7 separate regions of the Mus musculus genome follow, and regions 1, 2, 4, 5, 6 and 7 are each linked to region 3. A link is a contact called in public HiChIP or PLAC-seq and promoter capture Hi-C data. All regions are on one chromosome and are shown on one strand. Each heading gives the region's core, a stretch centred on a gene start, on an enhancer-like site or on the middle of the called end of the contact. The rest is flanking DNA. Distances are from core to core; before and after follow the strand shown.

The links. Promoter capture Hi-C pulls out the DNA fragments that hold promoters and counts their contacts. HiChIP or PLAC-seq counts read pairs in DNA pulled down with a chosen protein or histone mark.
Region 1: an H3K27ac HiChIP or PLAC-seq map of heart atrium shows a contact between it and region 3, with 5 read pairs. The contact joins the enhancer-like site here to the promoter of Pld1 in region 3. A contact is called at or near these places in 3 of 39 promoter capture datasets (liver, maxillary cranial neural crest and neutrophils), 3 of 484 Hi-C or Micro-C datasets (the HL-1 cell line, granulocyte-monocyte progenitors and peritoneal macrophages), 5 of 115 datasets of contacts at active chromatin or transcription factors (bone marrow-derived macrophages, extraembryonic endoderm stem cells, heart atrium and 1 more) and 3 of 9 other capture datasets (adipose tissue, macrophages and pancreatic islet).
Region 2: a promoter capture Hi-C map of liver shows a contact between it and region 3, with 3 times the contacts expected there. The contact joins the enhancer-like site here to the promoter of Pld1 in region 3. A contact is called at or near these places in 9 of 39 promoter capture datasets (HPC-7-derived erythroid cells, cranial neural crest, embryonic stem cells and 4 more), 2 of 484 Hi-C or Micro-C datasets (adipose-derived mesenchymal stem cells and bone marrow-derived macrophages), 5 of 115 datasets of contacts at active chromatin or transcription factors (acute myeloid leukemia, embryonic stem cells and heart atrium) and 3 of 9 other capture datasets (adipose tissue, embryonic stem cells and macrophages).
Region 4: a promoter capture Hi-C map of liver shows a contact between it and region 3, with 2.9 times the contacts expected there. The contact joins the enhancer-like site here to the promoter of Pld1 in region 3. A contact is called at or near these places in 7 of 39 promoter capture datasets (the 3T3-L1 cell line, 3T3-L1-derived adipocytes, cranial neural crest and 2 more), 1 of 484 Hi-C or Micro-C datasets (the C2C12 cell line), 3 of 115 datasets of contacts at active chromatin or transcription factors (fibro-adipogenic progenitors, microglia and pancreatic cancer cells) and 5 of 9 other capture datasets (adipose tissue, embryonic stem cells, liver and 2 more).
Region 5: a contact with region 3 is called in an H3K27ac HiChIP or PLAC-seq map of heart atrium, with 6 times the contacts expected there. The contact joins the enhancer-like site here to the promoter of Pld1 in region 3. A contact is called at or near these places in 12 of 39 promoter capture datasets (the 3T3-L1 cell line, 3T3-L1-derived adipocytes, HPC-7-derived erythroid cells and 7 more), 6 of 484 Hi-C or Micro-C datasets (the HL-1 cell line, the STO cell line, Sertoli cells and 3 more), 9 of 115 datasets of contacts at active chromatin or transcription factors (acute myeloid leukemia, bone marrow-derived macrophages, embryonic basal ganglia and 6 more) and 1 of 9 other capture datasets (adipose tissue).
Region 6: a contact with region 3 is called in an H3K4me3 HiChIP or PLAC-seq map of bone marrow-derived macrophages, with 11 times the contacts expected there. The contact joins the enhancer-like site here to the promoter of Pld1 in region 3. A contact is called at or near these places in 11 of 39 promoter capture datasets (the 3T3-L1 cell line, cranial neural crest, embryonic stem cells and 7 more), 4 of 484 Hi-C or Micro-C datasets (the HL-1 cell line, the STO cell line, erythroblasts and 1 more), 8 of 115 datasets of contacts at active chromatin or transcription factors (bone marrow-derived macrophages, extraembryonic endoderm stem cells, fibro-adipogenic progenitors and 4 more) and 3 of 9 other capture datasets (adipose tissue, embryonic stem cells and liver).
Region 7: a contact with region 3 is called in an H3K4me3 HiChIP or PLAC-seq map of bone marrow-derived macrophages, with 4 times the contacts expected there. The contact joins the enhancer-like site here to the promoter of Pld1 in region 3. A contact is called at or near these places in 5 of 39 promoter capture datasets (the HPC-7 cell line, cranial neural crest, hematopoietic stem and progenitor cells and 2 more), 5 of 484 Hi-C or Micro-C datasets (embryonic stem cells, muscle stem cells and uterus), 6 of 115 datasets of contacts at active chromatin or transcription factors (bone marrow-derived macrophages, embryonic stem cells, heart atrium and 1 more) and 3 of 9 other capture datasets (adipose tissue, embryonic stem cells and macrophages).

Annotation. Positions count from the first base shown.
Region 1 is chr3:27,669,240-27,671,939 of GRCm38.p6, forward strand. All of the region lies in intron 1 of Fndc3b (fibronectin type III domain containing 3B), which reads right to left. Among named protein-coding and RNA genes, the nearest start is that of Fndc3b, 40 kb to the right of the region's middle. Within about 2 kb of position 1,337, at least 17 of the 459 cell types and tissues checked have an H3K27ac peak or open chromatin away from gene starts, as enhancers often do. A contact at or near this core is called in heart atrium, where this site is marked.
Region 2 is chr3:27,556,292-27,558,991 of GRCm38.p6, forward strand. All of the region lies in intron 3 of Fndc3b (fibronectin type III domain containing 3B), which reads right to left. Among named protein-coding and RNA genes, the nearest start is that of Mir3092, 27 kb to the right of the region's middle. Within about 2 kb of position 1,295, at least 8 of the 459 cell types and tissues checked have an H3K27ac peak or open chromatin away from gene starts, as enhancers often do. A contact at or near this core is called in liver, where this site is marked.
Region 3 is chr3:27,937,261-27,939,960 of GRCm38.p6, forward strand. It overlaps Pld1 (phospholipase D1), which reads left to right and starts at 1,420. Exons shown (of 27, transcript NM_001164056.1): 1 at 1,420-1,490.
Region 4 is chr3:27,615,294-27,617,993 of GRCm38.p6, forward strand. The region is part of intron 3 of Fndc3b (fibronectin type III domain containing 3B); the gene reads right to left. Among named protein-coding and RNA genes, the nearest start is that of Mir3092, 32 kb to the left of the region's middle. Within about 2 kb of position 1,443, at least 164 of the 459 cell types and tissues checked have an H3K27ac peak or open chromatin away from gene starts, as enhancers often do. A contact at or near this core is called in the C2C12 cell line, adipose tissue, liver and 3 more, where this site is marked.
Region 5 is chr3:27,470,206-27,472,905 of GRCm38.p6, forward strand. It overlaps Fndc3b (fibronectin type III domain containing 3B), which reads right to left. Exons shown (of 26, transcript NM_173182.3): 12 at 17-141. Among named protein-coding and RNA genes, the nearest start is that of Gm32738, 11 kb to the right of the region's middle. Within about 2 kb of position 1,351, at least 15 of the 459 cell types and tissues checked have an H3K27ac peak or open chromatin away from gene starts, as enhancers often do. A contact at or near this core is called in the HL-1 cell line, extraembryonic endoderm stem cells and heart atrium, where this site is marked.
Region 6 is chr3:27,452,266-27,454,965 of GRCm38.p6, forward strand. All of the region lies in intron 21 of Fndc3b (fibronectin type III domain containing 3B), which reads right to left. Among named protein-coding and RNA genes, the nearest start is that of Gm32738, 29 kb to the right of the region's middle. Within about 2 kb of position 1,431, at least 42 of the 459 cell types and tissues checked have an H3K27ac peak or open chromatin away from gene starts, as enhancers often do. A contact at or near this core is called in the HL-1 cell line, bone marrow-derived macrophages, hematopoietic stem and progenitor cells and 1 more, where this site is marked.
Region 7 is chr3:27,578,103-27,580,802 of GRCm38.p6, forward strand. All of the region lies in intron 3 of Fndc3b (fibronectin type III domain containing 3B), which reads right to left. Among named protein-coding and RNA genes, the nearest start is that of Mir3092, 5.5 kb to the right of the region's middle. Within about 2 kb of position 1,344, at least 40 of the 459 cell types and tissues checked have an H3K27ac peak or open chromatin away from gene starts, as enhancers often do. A contact at or near this core is called in bone marrow-derived macrophages and hematopoietic stem and progenitor cells, where this site is marked.

The DNA.
Region 1 (2,700 bases), core at 87-2,586, 270 kb before region 3:
CCAGCCCACCTCACACACACACACCTCTAATCTGAAAATAGTTTTTAAAAAGACTATGAACAACTTCCGTAGTTTAAAAAAATAAAAGATCATAATGCTTGAGAGACAGCGTCCACCAAATGTGTGCATCCAAAGAGCTACTCCTGTTTTAACTTCACAAAAAGACGCATGGATTTAGTACTATCCAAACATGATGTGTGTACCCCCGGGTTTCTGTTTGTTCAATTTTAGTGTAATGTGGCTACCGCCTGAAGTCAAGATAATGTCAATTTCTGGGAGAAATCAAACTAATGTCTTTGCATTTTTCTTCTGTCAGTCTCCAGATTATTCAGCACTTAACAAGTTCTGCGTCAATCTGTCTCACTTACCTATGAAGTTGCTAGTACTATTTTACTTGCTCATCTCTTTCTCTTTTAAAATGTTTTTATTACATTGTGTGCATGTGTGTGTGTGTGCACATACATGTGCATGGTGCATGCACAGGTGCCCCTAGAATAAGCAGCAAGCTTCCCTACTTACTGCATGTTATAAAAGCACACTAGTTCCCAAGTTCACCATTGCTGGGCAGCAACACAAACCCACTGCTAGGCGAGACAAAGCCACCTGGATAACTCTCTATCACCCCATGGAAACCAGAGCTAGGACTAACCAGTATGCTGATGTGTACCCCATTCGGTAACCCAAGCCATAAGGTTCTTTCTCATGATGCTGGAGTTCTACCTCTTCCAGGTATCTGTGAAACAGCCAGAAGCCACAGAGATCTCGTACGAGACAAAATTAAACCGAAGGCTCAAGTCAAGTTAAAGGATCATATATTTATTCAGAATCATCTTCTTGCACATTTGTCAATTTCCCAGCCCTAATAGCATGCCTAATTTCTTATGTATTTTATCATTCAAGCACATCACCAGAAATACACATATGATGAAATATCTCATACCGTATTAGGTTTCAGAAAGAATTACGACAGCCCAGTGGAATTCAGCTGTCACAGACTGTCACCTCACTTCTAGACAAGGGGTTGGAGGGCTACATCCTGCTTGGGAAGCTGGCACCGCCACCCAAGTCTCCCACCCTTTCTACCTTGACACTGAACACTTCAGCAGAAAGCAGTCAGAGTTCTAGACAGAGACCTAAAGGTCCAGCCAGATGAAGTCAAACTGTGCTGGCCCTGAACCTGCTTTTCCGTGTCACAAGAAAGCCAGGGCAGAAGGAACTGTGTCTTCTTTTTCCGGCTGTATTTGCAGTAACTCGAGTTCAGTGTATACATGAGGGTAACGTCCCCACTGCTTTGCTCAGTGCTGAAGTGGTTTGTGAAGCGTGGCCCTGCTGAAAGGCTAGACGGTGAACTAGATGTCCTTCTCAGGATGCCTCTCAGCCTGAGAATCCCGTGGTGTGCTCGTAATGGAATTCGGCTGCTCTTATAATTAGAAATGGAGCTTGCTAGTCACACATCTGGATCAGATAAACCTGCACAAATAGCATCTCACCAGCAGCAGAAATGCCAAGCATTCGACAGCGGTGTGGTTACACTACCCTCACAAATAACAAGGAATACTACTTATCCATCGAAAGGAAATGATTTGGACAGGCAGGAATAAAGCTTAGTTTATGCAAGACAATTTTTGTCTTGAAAAAATGTTTATAAAAGAAAAACTGGACCTATTTTTATATTAATTCATATAAGTATACAGAAAAGAATCCTCATACATAATAAGGCCTCAAATAGCAATTAATCCATACAATCTTAGTGAATGGTGAGTCTCCTGTTATTGATCTGGTAAAGAGGTCATAGGTACCCGTGACATACGGCAACATCTTACATGCAACTATGAACTGTTCTACGATAAACTAGGATCAAAGCATCGTATGCACTCAAGAAATCATCACAGCCATACACTATGTGCTGCAAGCTAGCAGTTAGCCACAGTCAGCCACGATATCTAGGGTGGGACTAAACAGAACAGGAGCTCTTCCCAACCAATCAGGTGGTCAGCAGTAACTACCACTGAGAAGCAGGTCTCTGACGCCTGGGAACTTAATATCCTAACCTAACTGCCCTGAGGAATAATGACACAATAAAGAATGGGGAACTCTTCTCCTGTCCCTCACCAGCACAGTCTCCAGGTGTCTCCTGTCCCTCACTAACACAGTCCTTCGTTGTCACCTGTCCCTCACCAACATAGTCCTTGAGTGTCAACTATCCCTTACCAACACAGTCCTTCGGTATCACCTGTCCCTCACCAACACCATGTGGGTGCTAAAACCTAAACCTGGGTACCTGAAAGAGCAGCAAACATTCTTAGCCACTGTGCCTTCTCACCAGCCCTAGACCTTAGGATTTTTAGCCTATGAAATGCAAAACTCAAGCCAGAGGAGCCGGCTGGCAGGCAGGAATCTCAGTAGATAGCAGATGGCAGCATAAGCTTTAGGTGTGTGTGTGGGGGGGGGGGGTACCTCAAGAGTCTCTGTGCATACACAACAAATGGGGAAAACGTCAGTAAACACAAACACCCCAAACCTCAGAATTCTAGATCTGGGTCAATAATGTTTGTACAATGTCAAGAAAAGGGAAAAGAGGAGCTTAGGGTGTGCTCACTGGTAGAGTGCTTACCTAGCAAGTAAGACCTAGGCTCGACCCTCACAGCTGAAAGCGAGGAGGGTGAGGAAGAGGGAAGAAGGAAAGGACAAAAACCAGTA
Region 2 (2,700 bases), core at 45-2,544, 380 kb before region 3:
TAATTGCCACGACAGCCTGAAACCATGGCTGGCGTAATTTCCTGGCTATGCAACGCAAGGAAACAAACAAAACATACACAAAAGCAGCAACAACAAGGCTATAATCATCTCTATTAATACTTAACAACTCCCTAAGGCCACGAATTCCATGAACCAAGCTATTCTTCTAAAGCCAACCTGATAGAATGGAACAAAAGCTTTTTTTCCCCTTCCTGACCGTAAAACATGTGTTAGAAAAGCTCAAATCTCTTCCTAACAAATTACATTTCTACTTTTTATTTTTAAAATGTATTATGATTAATATAGATAAACAAATTTTGAAGTAAACATTCTTGAGGTTCAAAAAGTCTTCAGAGGCTTTGGATTTAGGGTTTATGTGATTTTTATTTTCAATAACTCATTATAAACTACCATTAATGTGAAAGGTACAAAATCTTTTAAATGCCCCAAAACAGCTGGACTCAGTTATGCAGTCCTGTAATCCCAGTAAGCTGAGCAGCTAAGACTGGAAAATCACAAGTTCAAGCCTGCTGGGGCATCTTTACAAAACCCTACTTCAAAATGAAAAGTTGGGGTGCTTTTAAAATTCTTGAGTATAGCTCAGTGGTGAAATACTTGTTTGATACATGGAAGATCCTAGATTTAATCCCCAATATCAGAAATAAACAATAACAAAGTCCACCAGCTGCTTGGTTTGTCTCTCATTAAGCAGAGAGAAAAACAGATCAGCTTCTAAAATCAAGCAACATTATGAGTATTCATGCTAAGTTGATTTCTACTTTTCAAAGAAAACATCACACTAACAGGAGTTAATTTAATGAATGGTTCCTTGTTGTAGCTGTCTGCTCCTGTCCCTTTTGGAGACAAGGTCTTGTGTAGCCCAGGCTAGTCTAGAACTCCCACCATGGCCAGTTTTATGTAATAATGGGGATCCTACAAGGGTGCTGTGCATGCTATTTAAGCATTCTATCAATGAATGCTAACCATATGATTAAGGCAAGTTAATGAGTGGCAAGGTTAACAGTTACCTAAGATGTAGTTTGGGTTAATATTTCATCACAAACTAATTGTCATACACCAAAAAGAGGTTGACATTCTTCCAAGGATTCTACAGTCCAACAATTTCCCTACAAGTGAAGTAAGAAGAACTTACTTTCCCTGGCTAGCTCTCATGTGGAGTTAGCAACCCACCCCCAAATGTCAACCCAAAGGGATGGCTTTCACTGAGGTCAGCTTCCAGGCCCCAGACACTGTGTGGTTTGTTTGCTTTCTCCTGTTGGGAATTGTGCTGCCAGCAGTGAACACTGCCCTGCGGGAACAAAACCCAGATTCTGTCTCCTAGTCACTGCATTTACAGGTAAGCACAATGCAGCTTTCACACCAAGGTGTTGTGACCATGACAGGAGAGGATACAGTAGGGTGGAAAGGACTGGCATGAGCAGGGAAAGAGCAGAGGGCAGGAAGGGTGCAGTATATAAAGGAAGGTTCCAGATGAGAGCTCATTGCAAGTTGAAGGATAACATATCTCGTCACTGAACTCTTTGAGCATCTCTACACTCACAAACCCAGGCGTCTCATGTGCCTGTAAGCAAAAGCAAACAGAGTGTGACATGCATCAACGCTCAGTGGTGGAGCACAACAGGGCTTTGCATTTTTAAGATCCTGAGTTTGATTTTTACCATGTTCCTCTTACCAAAGCAATGGATGGTTACATGGCGCCAATTTATTTTTAAGTAGAATTGAAACTATATGCCAACCAATAAAGTGTTGGTTTCCAAGTTCATGTTCCACATCACCTTCAGCATCTTTAGTACAGCCACCAAAACATACAGACATTTCCTTTATATCTTTATTTGAATTGATTCACTTAAGAAGAATTGTACTAGCTTTGAAATCCAAAAATCAATGCACTTGGCTTAACAGAACAGGAGCTGGGAGCGTGTTCTCCCCCTGGTCTCGAACCTCAGTGTGCCCTTGAACAACGACCTCATTTAGCCTCTCTGAGCCTCACTTCTCAACAGTTGTAAGTGGAAATAAAAATACCTACCGTAAACATTGAGTTCACTAACACCTGCAAGAGTTGCGTGTGCCTAATGAGCACACATCTCGCCATTATTTACAAATGTTTTTGATAATTTAATATTTTATTTTTATTTTATGTGTATAGATGTTTTGCCTCAGAAATAATATGATGTCTGTGTATCATGTGTACACAAGGAGGGCAGAAGAGAATCCAATCTATGACTGATGTTACAGGTGGTTGTTAGCTATCATGTAGATAATTGGACTTGAACCCAGGTCCTCTGGAAGAGCAGCCAGTGCTCTTAACCACTGAGCCACCTCTCCAGCCCCAGTGCTCTCCTTGACTGCAATTTGTTGCATTCTCTCTTTTGTTATAATTACGCTGTATGGGATAAGTTTTTAAAATATCATGTGCTCTTATAATGTATAAGGCCAACTAGTGTATACAACATATACTATTTACTTACTGGGCAACTTTTCCTTAACACACAAAATATCAAGTATTTCATAGTACAGGGCGTCTATAAAATTTGGCTTTTTAAATTACCAAACTGTATATCGAGCAAATAGTCTCTTAATCCCAAGTATTGTCCTAAAAACTGTTAAAGCCATTTGTGTAAAATGTTTTAGGGAGTGTAGGGCAAGCAAGTGACTTCCAGCTAGAAGCGTTTTCTTCCT
Region 3 (2,700 bases), core at 170-2,669:
TGTTATATAGTCTTGCCAAACCCCTCTTAGGCAAGACCCTGTTTGCTCAGAAGGCTGTGCATATAATTGCAAAAATCTGTCAGAATCATAGGATTCAAAAGGCATCAATTATTTCTGTCAACAAGGAAAGAGTGACGGCTGCCCGACTCTGCAATCATTAGGAAAGATGTGCTCAAAAGAGAAGAATGCAGTCAGGGAGGGCTGGGCAGCTCCAGGTTACTTGAAAACTGAGCCCCGCGCTATAATTTCACTCCTCCTCTGTCTGGACAGAAATATTATATTTTTCATTTCATGCAGTGCCATGGGCATGGTAAGACATTATGTAACTGGGTCTGTCTCACTGTATAATACTCAATAAACAATTTCAAAAGACCAACAGCATCAGCAATTTGATGTACAGGAAACTAACTGTTGCATCTTTGGGTTTTGGCTGGAAGCAGTGTTGTGCAACCAGTTTTGGAACTGACTTGTGTTCAAAATTATATTCCCAAAGGATTGCTATTCACACCACCCAGCCACTGGATTTCCCTTGATGACGACTCTCTTAAGTGTATTAAAACGGCAAAGTTACTGTGCGGACAGTTCCATCGGGGTAATGGGACTTTCTCGTTCTCCTCCCATTTTATTTTTACTTTTCTCTCTAACATTTCTGAATTAGACCCAGTACTGATGGCAAGTGGGAGTGAGAAGTGTGAGGGCGATGTGTGACTGAGACAGGAGGATCATGTAGTTTGAGTTCTACCTGTTCTTCATGGCCAACCAGGTATACAGCAGAGACCTAACTTCAAACTAACCAACCGAACACTCGCCACAACACACACACACACACACACACACACACACACACACAGAGAGAGAGAGAGAGAGAGAGAGAGAGAGAGAGAGAGAGAGAGAGAGAGAAGGGGGGTCTGGGGGGACAAGCACGGGCAGTTTTGGGGACTGAAGAGATTGCTGGCTCCAGCAAGCTTAGGGTCAGGCTGGTTCTTTACTTGCCAGCCTCAGTTTCCTTATAAACAGGCAATAACACCTACCAAGACCTACCCGTGGGATTTGCAGGAAGGCCACAGTTGACCTCTACAAAGCCCCTAATTAAGCAAGTCACTTCAGGGCAGGAATATTTCACCAGTTGGCTCGCTGTTGGCTTGTAACTTGCGGGCCAGTCTTGGACAAGGATTGGGCTCAGAGACCAGGGAAGTGAACTTGGTAAGAACAACGCCTGCGTGCGCCCCTGCGCCCCGCGGATAACTGTGGCTGAGTTAGGACACTTGGACAGAAGAAAGTGTTAGAACCGAGGCATGGAGGAAGGCCGGCGGCAGAGGCTGTCACCGAGGCTGGCCGGCGCCGCCCCGCCCCACCCTGCAGACCGGCCGAGTTCCGGGCGGCGAGTCCCAGCGCCCGCCCTTCTTCCGCGGCCCCAGCTGCGCCAGCTGCGCGGGGACCCCCGAAGTCGCCGCCGCCGCAGAGTGTGTGCCCGCGCCCCAGGCCCGCAGGTAGGAGCTGCCGGGGCCAGGCTTGCGGGACTTCTGAGCCCGCAGGACGTTCGCGGTCCTCGTGCTTCATCCCGCCTCTCTTGCCCCTCTCACCAGCCCTGTCCCTGAAGTTCCCTTGGGAACCCTGGAGTCCCTCCCATAGTCTTAATTCCTGTAGTGTCTGCGCTGGCAAGAGCCGCGCGCACACTGACCGCAGGCGAGGACCGCTACCCTGAGAGCAGAGCCGGGTCAGCTGCTGATGTCCTAGCCCCACTCCACTCTCAAGTCCCTGCAGATCCGGGGCGTCCTCTGTAGGATGCACCCCACCCCACCTCCTCGGGTCCCGGGCTCAGTAGATTTGTTCGCTCCCGCTAGATCGTCCCGCGCTCCCTGAGCTCCTTAGCACTGTGGGCTGACCGGGATGGCGACAGCACCAACATCCCGGACCAACCAGGAAGTGCTGCATTCCAGTGGCTTAGAGTCCAGCTGAAGCACAGTGCCGGGCGCCGAGCCACACAGCTGCTGCCTCGGGGCCAAAGATGTGCTGTGCTGAAGTGGAGGAGGGACAGGGGTAGCAATTAAAAGAAAGGCCTGTGTTAGGCAGTTGCTATTTTAGCTCCGACCCAAGATGTTTGGGACTGACTGTTCCGGGTCAGGGAGGGACCTTAGGAGGTCTCTAAGCCATGGGACGGTTTGTTTGAAACAGTCTTCTGTAGCTCAGGCTGCACTCAAAGGCTATGTAGCCAAGGATGACATTCCTGGCCCTCCTGCTTCCATCTCTTAAGTACAGGTCAAGACTTAGAATTTGGCCAGCCCTTTCCCCCATACCCTAGGGCTACCTGCCACGCCTACGTTTGCCTTCCTCACCCCCGCCTCCCAATCTCAGATCACTGCCAGCGGCCTTCTTTCATGAAGCTCAAAACATAATCTTAAGGACCACAGGAGCTTCTGCATTCGACCATTTCTAGATCTTTCCACAGGACGAAGAGCGCTCTTAGACAGCCAGGCCCACCAATTTCAGCTTAGCCAACTCCTTATGACCTTCCCAGGGCCTCTGGAGACTAGCTACCCAGGAAATTCAGAGAGATATTCAGAAGTCCTGACCTGTCAGAGGTGCTGTCAAGGAAGCCTGACGGGTGCAGAGAGCCTAGTTTGAACTAGTCTGTTATGCCTACTTATGCAAGAATCTCTTTCCATAGTACGTGCTTTGTGGCCCACGAGTGAGTTTGTA
Region 4 (2,700 bases), core at 193-2,692, 320 kb before region 3:
TTTAACCCTGTCCAAATTTGGCTTCACTTGGGCCCAGGCAGAGTTTGCTTCTGAAACACTAAGGGGGAAGAGGGGTCTCTCTGCCAGGTTTTAAGTTTGTCAGAGAACAATTTCTTGTTAATGTCCAGTTTACATTGAGGAAGTTGAAATTATAGTCTCCCTCCCTCAGCCTGTGAACCCCAGTTACGATGCCGTTCACTGCAAGGGGCAATCTTAGTTCCCTGAAACCTGCCATGGAGTTGTTGAAAAGAGATGGCAGCCAGTGCTTCACCTAACAAATACTCTGAAAGGACAAATGCTTTGGAAGAAACAGTAGGTTCTGCAGGCTGAGCCACGGCCTGGGGGAGGGGACAAATGAGGAAATCCAACGTGAATCCTGCTCAATGGTGTCATTCAGAGTCATGGCGCACAGTGTCCGCCAATGACACCATTCCCACACTCTGCTGGAGGAGAATGACAGAGCGAGGGAGGGCTGAGGAAGAAAAAACAAGGGAGAAGGATAGTTGCTCGCTGTAAGGGACTCTGAGCTTCAGTATCTGTGTGGTTCTATGGTCACTTCTGTTTCCCTCCACAGGCTGCTGTCACTTCAAGGTCTTGAGCCACTTAACACAAGTTAGCAAAATAATGTCATTGTGAAAAGAGAATAAAATTGTTCTGGACACAATCATTAGCAGTGGAGCGCCTTTAGACGGTGTGTTTAGTGCAATAGTGCAATAACGATGCTTTCTAGGCAATTCAATCTGGTTTTGCTCAAACTGTCATGATAATCACCTGCCTTTTTTTTCAGGGCTCAAAACATGAAAAATTCATCATGAAATGAGGGTCATTATAACAGTCCTTCAAAATTTAAAGATGCTTCACTGGGAATGTTGGTCAATGGCAGAGTGCTTGTATAAAACACTAGGTTCAAGCCTGAATCCCCCAGTGGTTGGGGAGGGGGAGGGAGAGGGAGGGAGCAGGAGGGAGGAGAATGGATGTGCACAGGAGCAAGTCAGGAAGAGGACGAAGTGACTAAGTGTTTCTCTAGAACAACCAACTGGCTTTGAGTATTAGTGTGATTTAACATTCCGGGGAGTGGAAAGCAGGTTCACACAAGGTAATTACACTCTCACTAAAACAGTCAAATGTAAAGGACTCACACTTGGCATAGCACAAACTAGCCAGGAGTCCACTCAGTAACCATGCTGCCCCGGCTGGGAGCAGGGTGGAGTAGAGCAGTTTCCTGTCTCTGCTGACGTCCTAGTCTAATCTAAGGGCTAGGGAAAGCCTGGCTTCCATTACCAGCCTATGCTGTGCCCCCTCTACCTGCTCCTCGCTAGCCCAGAGCAAAGTCAAGGTGGACGACTGGCAGCGGCCCAGAAGGCTGGCTCTAGGAACAGACAGACCTAAGGCTTTCCAGGAAGTGGAGTGTTTGTTTTGGCAGAAGGCTTCTGCGGAGAGCAGAGAAATGGCCCAGATAAAGAGATGGCATGTGTGGACAGGAAGGAAGGCTACCTGCCAGCGCCTCGGCTCAGCCGGGGACACGAAGAGAACGAGATCCACACTGCCCTGTATTAATTCCTGCCTGGACGCCAAGGCCAGAATTCACACTGATCACTGAGGCCCTTTCCTCTGACAGCTGTTATACAATTTTGTCTGGCCAAAGAAGAAAAACTCTTCGGTTTCTGGTGTAATGGGTACAGTGCGGTCTCCGAGGGACAGAATGCTGTGCCCTTTGGTGGCCCCCTCCAACACTTATGATTCATAGTTCACGGAAAGTATTGAGAAATATTCCATCAGAATTGAATCTGCTTTCACAGCGTGTTGTATGTTTCCTGTGTTTTTCTTCCTTCGTTATCACCAAGGACATTCCCATAAAAACAAAATCTTTTCCCCCCTAAGCAACCATATTCTTCAACATTAATCTGTGCTCGGCTTCCAAGCTGCTGTTTAATGATGTCATACAGAGTTTCTTTTTTCAGTTATGCCATAATGATGCACAGAGGAAGTTATGTGGCAAATCAGCTAAAGTGTAAACAAGAGGCTGACCTCAGGATGATTTCAGAGTTTTCAGAAAGGGCCAGCAAGCAGTTCTAACCTTTTCTCACTAGCAAGCAAGGAGGCGTCTGCTCAGTCCCAGAATCTACATTGAAAACTGAGGCAAGGTAGGACACACATGTAATTCCAGTGCTGGGGGGTGGGGAAAGAGACTGTAGATAGCAGGGCCACTGGAAAGACAGCCTCGCCTAGGCAAGCCCCAGGAAAAGGTGGGGAGACCTGCAGAATGATACCCAAGCTTGTCCCATCGCCTGGGTCTGCACACATGGTCACACACAGCCACAGATATCTACTAGCACCCATGTGAACATGCAAGCACACAAACATACACACACACGTGAAGGGAAACTGTCCCTCTTGGTCCCAGTACTCCACCGCTGTACCCCTCCTTTCCCAATAATGAGAATGAAGTCCTAACTTGTAAGCTAAGTCTAACCATGATGCTGGGCAAAAGGAATTTAAGTTGTAAACCAGTATTTCTGCTTCCCGTTATCTGCTGTCCTGAATCAACAGGTGCAGCACAGTTCCACTAGCAAGCTAAGAGGCCCCAGCTCCTGGATAACTCTTGTAACGTGCGGGACGGAAAACCACACGGCAGTCTTTGCCTCTCTCGGGTCATGAGCTCTCAGGACATGAAGCAATCGTCTTGGGCCTCAGGTTCCT
Region 5 (2,700 bases), core at 101-2,600, 470 kb before region 3:
AAAGGAGACGCCATACCTGGTGCCGATGTCGTTCCGAGCAGCGAGCCTGAACGTGTAGCCCATGGCTGGACAGAGCTTTGTCAGTTTGCAGTGCTTCTGGCTTCCAAAGAAACACTGTCTGAAACCACTGTTTCTCTTTCCCTGGAAGGACACAGAGACTGTTCATCTACCCGAAACTCACCCAGAACATAGCACTCTCCATCTACCTGTTTATTATCACTACGCTTATTCATTCATTCATCATTTAAACTTAAAGTTACTGTGTGGATGGATGGGGGTTTGCCATGACATTTCCAAATGTATACAATTGTAAAAAAAACCCAAAAACCAAAAAACAAATTACCATAAGAAAATGAAGGAATATTTTAAACAAAAGCTGAAATTTCTAGTTTGGATGAATTAAGACAACAGGAGGTGGGTATCCCGAGGAACCGGCATTGAACATGAAGCACCCCACATGGAAGTGCACTCTAAACACAAAAGCCACACAGACCTGCCAACGAGGCCCAGAGCCCTTCGGACTTGGGCGTCTAACAGGGTTTAGTTGATAGCATAGGATGAAGGTCAGTCCCAGGGCGATGTGGCAGGAAAGGCGATGTGGCAGATAAGAACTGCGGTCACTAAGATGCTCCTCACTTGCGTGGGTGGCCGTGGCCATTGAACAAGGGAGAGTTGCATAGAGCTAAGGATCGCACCTCGGAAGTGGCCTGGCCTTTCTCAGGAATCCTCACACCCCACCCCACCCCCATCTGGGCAGCTGGCCTCCCTGCTTGTCTTGTCTCTTCTGTCACAGTGGCTCAAACCCCTGGATACACCCATCACGGTGGCCATGGTGAGCTGTTTGTTTACTGGTTCCTAAATACTGGCCACAAGCCTTTGAGTCATCCTGTCCACATCAGGAGCAGCTCAAACTCTGCAGAAGGACTTATCATTGTTTGATAAGACTTGGAATATTGGTTGAATGCCTATATCTAACCCCACCCCCCCACACACACATACACACCCAGACAGATAGACAGAGACACATACAAAGAGTGAGGGAGAGAAAGAGAGAGAGAGAGAGAGAGAGAGAGAGAGAAAGAAAGAGAGAGAAAGAGAGAGAAAGAGAGAAAGAGAAAGAGAGAGAGCGTGCGCATAAGCATGTATTCATTCTAAGTTTCTTATGAAGAGTTTTCAAGTTCTTCTGTGTAAAAAGAAAACCTGTCATCATGTAGAGTGCCTGTCAGTCTGTCTGTCTTTTGTCCTCGGGGTTGAGCCCTGGGTTTCAAACATGACAGGCAACCATTCCATTGCTGACTCACTCCTAACCCCCTCATCCCATTTCATTTTAAGACAGAGTCACCAAAGGTCCTTAAGCCGGCCTTGAGTTTGTGATTCTCCCTCACCAGGCTCCTGAGGGAGCTGGGATACAGCCTGAGACTCTAGACTCAGGTCTGCGGCTGGGGTCTCATGGTTCTACATTTAAGGAAAAAGACCATTTAAGCTGGGCCATGGTCAGAGACATAAAAATTCATATGAGCAGTTTTATGAACAGCATTTCCACTCACAATGAATATTATCTTATTGGTCGATCATGAAACAAGGAAACATACTACCCAGGCACGGGGGTGAACACCGGCAACTCCAGCCCTCAGGAGGCACAGGCAAGATGATCACCAAAAATCTTGGACCAGCCTGGTCTACATATTGAGTTGGAAGCCAGCTAGGGCTACATGGTTAAGACCCTGTTTAAAACAGAACCAAACCACCTCACATTATTAACTAACAAAGGCAAAACAGAGTGAATGTTCTCGCCAGGTCCAGAGACTCCAGGAGTATGTCTGAAACTCGCAAATTACTTCCTAAAGCAGGAAGCCAGCAGTTTTCTTCTAAGCCAATTTAAGAATCTCTTTTCTGTAAGCAGGCTCTGAATATAGACCGCTGAAACACATTTCAGGTGACATGTAATTAAGAAGAAACACACTAGAGCAGACAGACTAAACATAAACACGCAGTATCCACCCAGCAGTGTAAATCCCATTTATAATCCAGCTCCCCGTCTCCTCCCCAGCCAGGAGGGCACTGTCTCAATGGAAGCCCTGATGATCTGTAAGATTTAAAGCTCACTCTGCCAAGGGTTCAGACACCTTGAGGTGCAGGGTGGACGGGTGGAGGTAAGAGCACGCACGTCCCAGCATGACAGAGCAAAGCCACTGTGTGGCTGGTACACTGGTGACTGGCACCGGCTTTCACCTTGGATGCGTGGATTGATACAGTAGATCTACTCATGGGGATGCTGCCTCTGTGTACATCAGCAGTTCTGGCCAGTGTCCGGTTACACTACATGTGCATCCTGTGTGCTCACAGTCAGTCATCTTAGCAGCAGTGAGATCTGCCTGCCTTCCTCCCCTGTTTGTGAACCCAGAGCAAACAGGCTGAAAAAGGCACACCCTGCCCTTGAGTTGCTTTCCCTTCCACGCCTGTGTGGGTTCCCCTCAGAGCCTCATTTCTCCTGTGCCTATATTTGGCCTCCGTTGCCCATTTCTGGTACTTAGAACTATAGCCAGTAAATACAAGTCGGCCTCTTCCTTACTAGTTGATTTGCTTCACTGTGCAAGAGCCATTCCGTTTACAACGTTAAGGGTAGTTAATCACCAGAAGGTAGATTTCTCTTTTCAAGGTATCACTAGAGAGCTGGAGATGGAAATGCCCCAGATCCCG
Region 6 (2,700 bases), core at 181-2,680, 480 kb before region 3:
ACCAACGTGGTCAGAGGGAGTTGGATCCCTGCAGCTGGAGGTATAGGTGGCTGTACCAGGACTGGGACTTGAACTCGGGTCCACTGGAAGAACACTATGTGCTTTTACCCTGAGCTCCCTTCTCTAGCCAGGAGTCAGGGAGTTTAGTTTAGACCCTTTTGATGGATTCCACCTTACTCAGGATGAAGATGCAAGCCCTGTATTACAGAAGCACAGAGAGAAGCTGTATGCTGCCCGTCACTGCATCTCAGACACACCCAACAGCTCTTGGACTTCTTCGTCCACTGCTCTTAATGTCATTGGCTCTACTGGCTCCTGGACGCTCCTCACGGACGTCAAGCACCCCTTGATGCCCGCCCAGGACCTGTGCCTTTGCTCCTCATGCCCAGCCTTTCTCCCTGACACTGTTCATCTCAGGTCTTCCCTACAAAGTCTGGCTGAGCATCTAAGTGTAATCACTTCTTATCCCAACCTCCATGGTCCCTTCCCATCGTCACTCACAGCTCATCACTAACATAGTTAATGGATTTGTGTGCCTGCTTCACTGTAAAACGTGACAACTCAAACAACGCCTGCTATGGAAGACATGCTCCTTAAATGTTATACAAATATTCTTCTCTTTCAAAGAATAAAATATTTGGCAGCTTTCTTATAACAAGAGGAAAACCAGGCCTGGACAGTTGGTGCTGTGGCTGAGGGTCCAGGTTTGATTCCCAGCACCCACGTCTGCTGTAACTCTCCTTTCAGGAGATTTGGCTACTGGCCTCAGGAGGCACTGGAGATATGTGATGCATTTATACACACACATGTAGAACACTGATACACTCGGGGAAAGGAAACATTTCTTTCAAAAGATAAAAGCCAGATTCATTTAATCCAGAGAAATAGAAAAACTAGGGAGATAAATTCTAATTTTTAGGGCCTAAAACAAAGCTTAAGGTTCTTTCATTTATTAACTGAAGACCAACAGAGCACCCAAAACAGAAGACAGACTAAGGATATTTGCTTCCACGAACCCCCACTAGCTCTGGATGATAAGGTTCTGAGATAGTACTGTTTCATTATGACCCCCTCAGCCTTTCCCCTAAGAACTCTAGCCTAACAAACTATTTTATGAATCTATATTTTAAGATCTAATTTAATTTCTGTTCTTTTGCTGTGCTGGAGATTGCAGCTGAAGCCTTGTGTGGCAGCCTGGATGCTCTTGGCAGTGGGCGGGGAGGGAGAAGGCTTTCACAGTGGGAATTCAGCTCAGATCTCCAGGGCATCATTTAACAGGTACAGTCGTCTGCGGCCTGGTCCCTCAGTGAGCAGATGGGGTGGGAACGCTGAGTCACGGGATGACTGTCCAGGCTGTACTGCTTAGCAGGGGAAGTGTGGGGAAAGCTACCCAGGCCCACACCAGGCACCTTAACTCCCCAGTGGGAAAACGCCAACAAAGCAGCAGTTCCCCAATTTTTCTAAACTTATTTGTGCTAGTTTTAGGCTCACAGAAGGACTACAGGAAAAGGAACAGGAAAAGGAACATCTGCTTCCTCTAGAAACCACTTTTCACTTGCTTGAGGGTAACGATAAGAAACCAGGCGACTGGGGCTGGAGACACAGCCGGCTCAGTGGGTAGGCACACCGGCCGCACTTCCAGAGGACCTGTGTTCACTTGCCAGGGCCCATGGGGAAGCTCACAACTACCTGTAACTATAGTCCCTCTTCAGGCCCATGTGAGTACTGCATGCACACGGGACACAGACAAGCAGTCAGGTAAACACTCAAACATATATAATAAAAATAAATAAAATCTAAAAAGAAAAAAAAAAGTTGAAAGGCAGAACCGACCTGGAGAGTATCCTCAGGACAGCACTGTGAACCACTGAGGCCTAATCAGACCCACCCACATTCCCAGCCCTGCTCCTTTCCGCCCCAGGGGTCTGCCCACTGTCGCTCTCTCTGCCCACAGCAGGCTTGGCTGTGTCGAAGACTCTTGATTTACAGACTTCTAATTCAGAGCTTACAAAGGAAACGTAAAATCAGCTTTTACTAAACAGTACTACAGCCATGACAAGTGCCTCTTTGGTATTTCTTTTGTGTGTGTGCATGGTTGGGGCAGCGGGGAGCGGCACACTGACACTTCTTAATGACATGACACTCCTTAATTCAGATATCCTCAAGGAACAAGTCACAAATTCCTGAGCAAAACAAGAAATGGCTAAATACCAAACTGTATAGTTATGAAAATGATATTTTGAAATGTCAAATAATTCAAAAGAATATTCAGGGTTGGCTTGACCACAAGGTAATGTCAAGTGACCGCAATCTGCAGTGTTTATATAGCTCACGGGTGACAGGAAGTCAGCAGATGGGCGAGGCTTGCTCCTGGCAGCCTTTCTTCAGCCCAGTAATGGAGGTACAAGAAGTGCTAACCTCCTGCCACAGGTAGGGTCTGATTCAATTCAGACAAGCACAGGCATTTAAAAACACTTTCTACCCCTGACTGCCAACCCAGAGACACAGGGCTATTATTTTGCAGGTTCTATTCTGATCGTGGTGTCTTTTAAAACATAGTTTAGGGAAGTCAATACTGAGCAAAAACATGATCCTACAGGAAAGAGGGAGGCAGAGGGCACAGAACTAAAGCGGCGAGGCTCTGGAAACACAGGACAGGGCTCTAACGGACAGCAATGTGCTGGTTGCTCCCTGTACCTT
Region 7 (2,700 bases), core at 94-2,593, 360 kb before region 3:
GAATAAGCAGACATGGTGATGTGGGCATCAGAGGATGCTAATGATCAGAGGATGCTAATGGAGTGGGAAGTGTAGAACAGCTAGACACAGGAGCACAGCATCCATGGCAGGAGCTCTCAATAGTGCTAATCTACATGGGAGAAAGAGCCCTGTGCAGAGGAGACGTGGACATAAGAAGCAAGGGGAGAGGCAGAGGATGCACTAAGAGGGTGGTCGCAGGCACAAGGGGCCACATGTCACCCTTTCATAAATATGACAGGGAATTTAAAGTAGGAAAAGGATTAGAATAGATTCTCTATTATGCTAGAGTTAAACGTATCATGCAATGAAGATTCCAGTTTACACAGTGAGATGAGATGGAGCAGCAAGTGTGAGATGTGTGTGTGTGTGTGTGTGTGTGTGTGTGTGTGCTTCAGGCACAATCCCACGAAGCTCAAGTTGGCCTTGAACTTGCTATGGAGCCAAGGATGACCTGAAACTGCTAATCCTCCTGCCTCTACCTGACAAGTGCTGGGATTACAGGACTGTGCTAAGCCACCTGTCTAAAATGTGAGCTTTTATGCATATATGTACCTGTGAGCATACATTCAAGTGCTGGGATTACAATACTGTGCCAACTCAGCTGTCTAAATTGTGAGTCTTTATGAATATATGTATCTGTGAACATATAAGGACATTCACATTCAACTGGTTATCTGGCACCAAAATGATCAGTCATGACAACATGCATACAAATAACATTATATGGATTCAACCGACTTTATTTGGGAATGTGTAAGTATTTATGGATGTATATTATGTACATACAGTAATAATAGATGAAAAGAGAAGTCATGAGTTTGAAGGAGAGCAGGAAGATGTATATGGGACAGTTTCAGAGAGGAAAAGGAAGTGAAAAATATTAAAAACTAAACTCTATACAATATAAACAGACTCATACACATGTAGATACAGATACATACACACACACACACACTCAACAGTTGATTTTTAAAAAGTGTTCAACTCTACCCACTCTTAGAGAGGTCCAAATAAGTATCCAGTATACTGTAGAGCAGATATTGGCTCCCAATTTCTACTCTCTACTAAAGAGTCTAAAGCAGGACTGCTTAGAGAAGTGGCTAACCCTGGGATAGGACTACACAAAAAAAGACAAGATGAGCCTAAACTACTTTACAAAGAACTAACATTGGAACAGCAACCATGAAGCCATCCAGGTGCCACTCCAAGTTCACACACCAGAAAATGGATGTTGCAGAGAGGCCCCCTCACAGTTCACCACCCATCCGCCCAGCTCTGAAAGCGCAACAATGACTTGGGGACAGACAAACGGAAATGCAATATGAGGAACTGAAAATAAATAGAGAGGTGGCTCAGCGGGCAAGGTGCTTTCAAGCCTGACTAACACCCTGCGTCGGACCCCCAGGCCTGACTGACACCCTGCGTCGGACCCCCAGGACCTCCACAGTGGAAGGAAGAACTGACTCCAGCTAGCTGCCCTCTGACCTCTGCACTCTGCACATTCCCAACAAAAGAAACACACGGGGGAATTCTTTTTTTACGAACAGCTTCTCAACATATAATTCAATGAACACAGCCAGTTCAGTACGTGTGTGGGCACCGAGAAGAAACCTGGAGAGATCTAGGTTGCCATTAGAAGGTGTCTGCAGCAATCTCAGCCCCTTCAATGTGGTGACAAGGCCCCAGAAACCTACAAGGACAGCAGGTGCCTTCCTTGGAAACCTCCTGCCACTCGCTGATCTAGGACAAGGCGGGCCCCTTCATGGCAGATTCTTGCTCTAAAATCAAGTCTGGCATAAATATAAAATGAAAACACTACAGCATTTGACGGCATTTGTTTCCCTATCGAGTGATGGATCACCTCATACAGACTAATACCAAGGAGAAAAACAATTTTGGAGTTTCTTCCTCACCTCCTCCATCTAAGCATTCCTCTGTGCACCCCAGCCGTGCTCCCAAGAACCATTAACAAAGACGGGCTGCGGGGGCAGGGAACTCACTACTTAGCACACAAGTCGCTGGAACTTATTTCTAGCAAGAATGGTTTTGTATCATATAACACAACTCTCTTTTCTATCACTATGAATCAGAATTTGAGTTAAAACAACTTGGACTTTGCTTTATGTCAGTTTTCACAAACTAAAGTTGGTTTCTTTCCTGATAAAAATTTATTTCTGGCCTGGGAAAAACTTCTGTGAGGCTCTTCATAGCTCTGATTAACAAGCGCTCAGCTAAGGAGTCTAAAGAAACCATTATTTCCCCAAGGCAACCTGATAGTATAACAGGTCTCTTAGCAACATGGTAGTCACAGGAACCATTCACCATGGTGGAAGAATTAGGTTACCCACTCTGAGTTGAGGCAGAGCAATATTTTAAACTCATTAAATCTATGGGCTCAAGGTAACCCCCAAACTGGCAATGTCCCATGTTTATGTTGGTCTCTGCTTCTTTGGTGCTAGATTAGATAAACATCTATAAACAGTTCTAATTCCCCCAAATGTTCTTGTTACCTTTCTCTTAACATGAAGCCAGGCTTATGGTCCAGAAATTCAACCTAAACTAAGAGCTCGCTCATTTTGATTTGGGTTAACAGGGCTAGCTTTCCACTACCCCACCTCATCCTCCATGTAAACTTCTTCTTTTTTTGTTTTTTTTTTTTTGTTTGTTTGTTTTGTTTTT